Linked DNA regions of Mus musculus: region 1 is linked to region 2. The links are chromatin contacts, called in public HiChIP or PLAC-seq maps. All regions are on one chromosome and are shown on one strand. The core of a region is the stretch at or near the end of the contact, and the rest is flanking DNA. Distances in the headings are between cores, read along the strand shown. Region 1 holds the start of Erich2 (glutamate rich 2). Region 2 holds the start of Bbs5 (Bardet-Biedl syndrome 5 (human)).

The links. HiChIP or PLAC-seq counts read pairs in DNA pulled down with a chosen protein or histone mark.
Region 1: a contact with region 2 is called in a FOXA1 HiChIP or PLAC-seq map of pancreatic cancer cells. The contact joins the promoter of Erich2 here to the promoter of Bbs5 in region 2. A contact is called at or near these places in 2 of 39 promoter capture datasets (liver and pre-B cells) and 1 of 115 datasets of contacts at active chromatin or transcription factors (pancreatic cancer cells).

The regions. Positions count from the first base shown.
Region 1 is chr2:70,507,548-70,510,247 of GRCm38.p6, forward strand. Erich2 (glutamate rich 2) reads left to right here and starts at 1,272. Exons shown (of 13, transcript NM_025744.2): 1 at 1,272-2,018; 2 at 2,109-2,154. The coding sequence starts at 1,556. The region is part of intron 1 of Gad1os (glutamate decarboxylase 1, opposite strand); the gene reads right to left.
Region 2 is chr2:69,645,754-69,648,453 of GRCm38.p6, forward strand. Bbs5 (Bardet-Biedl syndrome 5 (human)) reads left to right here and starts at 1,418. Exons shown (of 12, transcript NM_028284.3): 1 at 1,418-1,589. The coding sequence starts at 1,531.

The DNA of each region.
Region 1 (2,700 bases), core at 22-2,521, 860 kb after region 2:
TTGGCTTCTTTAGAACAACTCCTCACTAGGGAGATGCTTTAGATAAACTTATTCAGTGTCTAAATGCATAAGCCAGAGCTTAACTTTGCTTTATATTTGAGCATTGTGTCAAAAACCAACTTCTGCATATAGGTTATAGAGATGGGTGAATTATTTCTGATGTTATGTAAATGAAGACGAAATGTAATGCTTTTTCATCAAAGTGAAATATAACGACCATTGTGGAGTTGAATAAGCATTGGGCCAGGTACTCTGCTGGAATGGCCTTGATTCTTACTGTTACCTGAAAGTTGGCTATTTTCTTTAAACGCATAATACATCAGAATGGAAGCTATTACCAGAGTCACTTGTCAGATGTCATTTAGTCTGTAAAGAGTTTCTCTCTCCGTGTTGTGAGAAATAGGAACCATAGACACACCCTGAAAACCCTGCAGTTTGTAAACTGGTTTGGGCTCATCCTTTTCTATGTAGGGGGAAGAAAGAGATAGTCTAATCAGGTCAGCTTGATGCTTACACTTCCTTACAGAGGGACAATGTGTGCAACAAAGGCGCCATTCTCTACTGAGCAATGCCAAGCAAATTTAACAAAACTGAGGTTTTAAAACATAATAAAGAAATACACTTTCCCTTTGCCTTTATGGAGAAAGATCTTGGGTAAAACTCAAGACTCCTGACATGTACAATTTTCCCTTCCCTGCAATAGCAGAAGTCGGGGCTTGCTGGGCCCTCACCAGACATGGCCTGCAGTTGTCAATGATTTCATTGAGTTCCTTAAACTTTCATTCTAGAATTTCCCCCTCAATGCTTTCCTATCATCCATGACTCAAAGAGATTTAGAGAGTGCCTGGAAGAATGAATCAGAGGATTTAAAAACAACGGAAACTTTCTGTATTCTTGGTTCAGAATGATTTCGCTGGTTCTATTTTTATAATAATGTCAAAATTGAATCCGTTTTTCTATACATTAAAACGTACATATTTTAGCCATCAGATAAATTGCATGTCCCCAGAGGGCCCTTAAGAAGGTGATTATATCTCTTATATTCTGGCCACTAGGTGAAATTCGAATGCAGTTTTGATTCCAACAGACGGGTCCCCTTCAAAACTCGTTGCCTAGCAACAAGTTCTCTGTGTCCAAGGAGAGAAGTTACCCATTTCCCCCCTAGAAGATAAGCTTGAGAGAACATTGAAATTTTCTAACAGGGCGCTCTCCCACCCTCTTTTGTGACCGAAGCAGTGAAGCATAAGACCTCTAAAGGGCTGAGGTGCTTCAGTAGCAGCCCGGGCACAAAAGGAAACCCAGACTTGGCCCGGGCTGGGTGGGAAAGGCGAGTCTGGTTCTAAACACCTGAACCGGATCCCTAGGAGAACTGATGTCGAGGTCCCCAGGAAACCCATAATCTTCTCGGGGCGATCTCAGGTGCAGGGGATTTTTGTTCATTCAGATCCAGAGGCACCCAGCCCTCCCAACTCAAGGCATCTTTTCTTCCACAAGTTGTAACCCCAATGAGGCCACCTCGCCCTTTTCCCTCCGCCACCTAGAGTCAGGATCAGGTATGGACACCGACCTTCCAGTCACCCTGTCTCCGGCCTTTCTCAAAGTAACCAGGATACGTGGTCAAGCCTGCCCCAGGGTGTGCGCCCCTAACTTGCCCCGCAGCGCGACGCCCAGTTCCTCCGGACGCTGGGCCACCCGCGCCGCCCGCTCCGCCCTTCGCGTGGTTCCAGCAGCTGGAACAGTTCCCGCTCCGCTCCCGCCCCGCGCTCTGCGCCCCGCCCCGGGCCCGCCGCGCTCCGCCCCGCTCGCCCCTCCGCTGCGTCGGGCTGTCCAGTCGCTGGGCAGCTCGGGTGGTTCCCGGGGCTCCTCCCGCAGCCCGTCCGGTCTCCATGGCAACGCGGCGTCCCAGGCTCGCAACTCGGAACCCACCGCGAGTGCGGAGCGGGGCTGGCCTTCCTGGTCTGCCCTTCGAGGAAACAACTTGGCAGGGCGGCCAGAGGGTAAGCAGCAGTGTGGTGACTGTGAGTAATTTACCCACACCCCTGGGAGTGGCGGGTCCCAGCCCGCACCTCCGACAACACTTAATCCTAAAAATGTATCTACCACTCCAGGTTGGTCCTGTGGAACCGCACGGCTGTCGAAATACTGCCCGAGAAGGTAGGATGCTCTGCTGAGAGGAGGGAAAGTCTGCCTGTTTAGGGGTATCTCACCCTACCGCCAAAATGAAAACCGTCATGTCCTATCCTAGTACTTCCAGCTCCGCCCCGTTGTTCGCTATTCTTTTACTTTTTCAAACAACTTAATGGTTTATGAGGATGAGCACACCCCCCCCCCCCCCAGGCATGCTCTCTACCTATAACTTCTTTGGCTCTGTGAACTTTGCCCCCCCTGGATCTCCCAGGAGAAAGGTTCGCACTACGAACTGCCCCTAAATCCAATCTGGACGACTTGGAATATCCAAAAATCAAGATTTTGACTTTTGACTCCTTGCACTACTCTGCATCACACCCAAAAGCATTTAATTGATAAGTAGCACGGTGACACCGGTACTGTAGGTGACTTGCTGAGTCTGTTTGTTCTTATCCCAAGATCTTTGCTTTTTACAAAGAGATATGAAGAAAATGCTTTAAATACTTTGCTTCATTCTCCTAAAAACTAAAGTCAATGGCTCCCGAATCCGTATGTATGTATGTATGTATGTAT
Region 2 (2,700 bases), core at 168-2,667:
TGCTCTTCCGAAGGTCCAGAGTTCAAATCCCAGCAACCACATGGTGGCTCACAACCATCCGTAACAAGATCTGACTCCCTCTTCTGGTGTGTCTGAAGACAGCTACAGTGTACTTACATATAATAATAAATAAATAAGTCTTTAAAAAAAAAAAAAAAAAAAAAAGATGTGTGCCATTACTTCCAGCAGCATACCAAATCCCATGTCACCTTTTTTTAAAGGTGAGCATGGTGGTTCACACTGCAATCCTAGTACTCAGGAGGCTGAGCAGGAAGATGAACGTTAACAGGATTTGAATAATATAATAAATCCTAAAACCAAAACACCATAGTGCATTAAACAAGTAGCTGGGTAGAGAGGCTCTAATCCCAGCATTCTGGAGCTGAGGTGGGAGGGTTGATGGGAGTTCAAAGCCGCTACATCGTAAGTTTCAGGCCAGTTTGGCCCACAAGTGAAACCCTGTCTTGGAGAATACAAACAGCAAATGAAGTGTTCTGTGTGCTTACATACTCAGTTATACATAATGTGAACCCGTGACCCAGCTAGAGTTTAAAAGGCAAGTGTTTTCACGTCACTCTGCTTATGGAACCATGAGAGGCTCCTGAGTATGCCCAGGAGACCCCAGATCACTCTTTGTGAAGCAGTAATTTATTTAACGTGTTACTTGTTTATTGATAATTTTCATATAGTAAAAGAAAGCCATTTGATTCGTTTAAAAATATATAAAGTATGTTTATAATCCCAGTATTAGGGAAACTGAAGCTGTTACATTTCGAGGCCAGTCTGGGCCACAAAGGGAGACCATGTCAAAAAAAAAAAAAAGAAAGAAAAAGAAAGAAAGAAAGGAAGGAAGGAAGGAAGGAAGGAAGGAAGGAAGGAAGAAAGGAAGAAAGGAAGAAAGGAAAGGGGGAGGGGGAAGGGGAGAAGGGGGAGAGGGAGGAGAGACAGAGACATAGTTTATCTTGTACTCTGTGCTGCACATTGATCAATGCGGTGAACTTTAAGAATCAGGTGTCTACGTTTTGTTTGCTCACAATAGAGGGACCCCAGAGCTGATTTGTGAAATAGGACGCAAGGGCTGGCACTATACGAATCTAGGGAAGCAATGGTTCTGACCAGATGTAGTAGGACCTCTAACAGGTTCTGAGCCTCGGGCTGGAATGTAGCCAGAGATCCAGGCCACCAGGGTATGGGAGGTGGGCAGGGTCAGAGCCCCATCAAACCAGTAATGTAATTTGATGAAGTTAAGATTTCTAAATGGTGTAGGAAAACAGCAGGAAAGCTGAAATGGCTAAAGTTCTGCGCAGAGAACAGAGAGGTGACTCAGAAGTGAAGCAGCTTCCCAGCCACCCGCCTCAACAAGACCAAATGACGCAAACGGGCTGGGAAAAGAGCGCACACTACCTGGTGGAAGCTTGGGCCCCGGCGCCCGCCGTAGATGTCGTGACAAAGCCGGCGCGTTGCCTTGGCGCCCATAAGACGCCGCCGAGCAGCCACTGTGGATTTCATCGGCGAGCTCCCTCGGTCACCATGTCTGTGCTGGACGTGTTGTGGGAGGACCGCGACGTGCGCTTCGACGTGTCCTCGCAGTGAGTCTCAGGATGCGCTGAGACCCCGTGACTATGGTCCCCTGCGGTCTTCGGCCCTGCCCTGGCCAGCGGCCTATCTCAGTGTGCGCCCATCAAGGCTGTGACCCTCCGCGTCCTGCGGTGGAGGGGACATAGGGCAGGGATTCCGGAAAGCAGGGTTCTAGAACAAAATCCGGAATAGCATTGCACACTACGGGCCTCTGCACGGTTGGCGTGTCTGTAAAATGAGGGCGGTGGGAGTGAGAATTCTCCAAAACTCCCGACCACGCAAAGCTTGTGTCGGAGCTAAGATTTCATTTAGTCCTTATCTAAATCTTTGAGAGCTTGTTATAAAGAAGCCCTGTTTGTGGGGGAATATGCTTAAAAGAGGAGATGGTTAAAAACCCTTCCTGCCCAGAAATCAGGGAGGGGGTCGCTGAGATCGTGATGGAAAACATAGAAGCTGAAGTTCTTGGATCAATAACTACACGGCGCCTCAGCTGCTTCCTAATGGTGCTTTATCATGAGCACTGTCTCCTAAAATAGAAAAAATGAGATATTGGTACATTTCTCAGTCTTTGTAGTAACTGGATGCCTAACATAGTATTCGTTCCTTTTGGAAGTTGAGGGAGGAGGTATTTGTGAAATTACAAAGTACAGTAACTCATTACACACCTTCTATGGCTTTCCCTGTAGTTCAGGGAGTGCCGTGGGTCTTAATCCAGACGAACCCTGTTTTCATGAACATTTTCAGTTTACAGACATCTGTCTCAAAAATCAAGACAGGAAAATAAGAGGGGTTGATTATCACACACCCTTCCTCATTCTAGTGCAGGAGAGTAGTCGTCACACAGCTAACTCAAAGGATCAAACGAGCCTGTGGAGATAGAGTGCTTTCTGTGCGCATCATTCACAGTGGAGGTCAGAAGTTAATTTGCAAAGCCGGGCGTGGTGGTGCACGCCTTTAATCCCAGCACTCGGGAGGCAGAGGCAGGTGGATTTCTGAGTTCGAGGCCAGCCTGGTCTACAGAGTGAGTTCCAGGATCAGCCAGGACTGTACAGAGAAACCCTGTCTCGAAAAACCAAAAAAAAAAAAAAAAAGAAGAAGAAGAAGAAGAAGAAGTTAACTTGC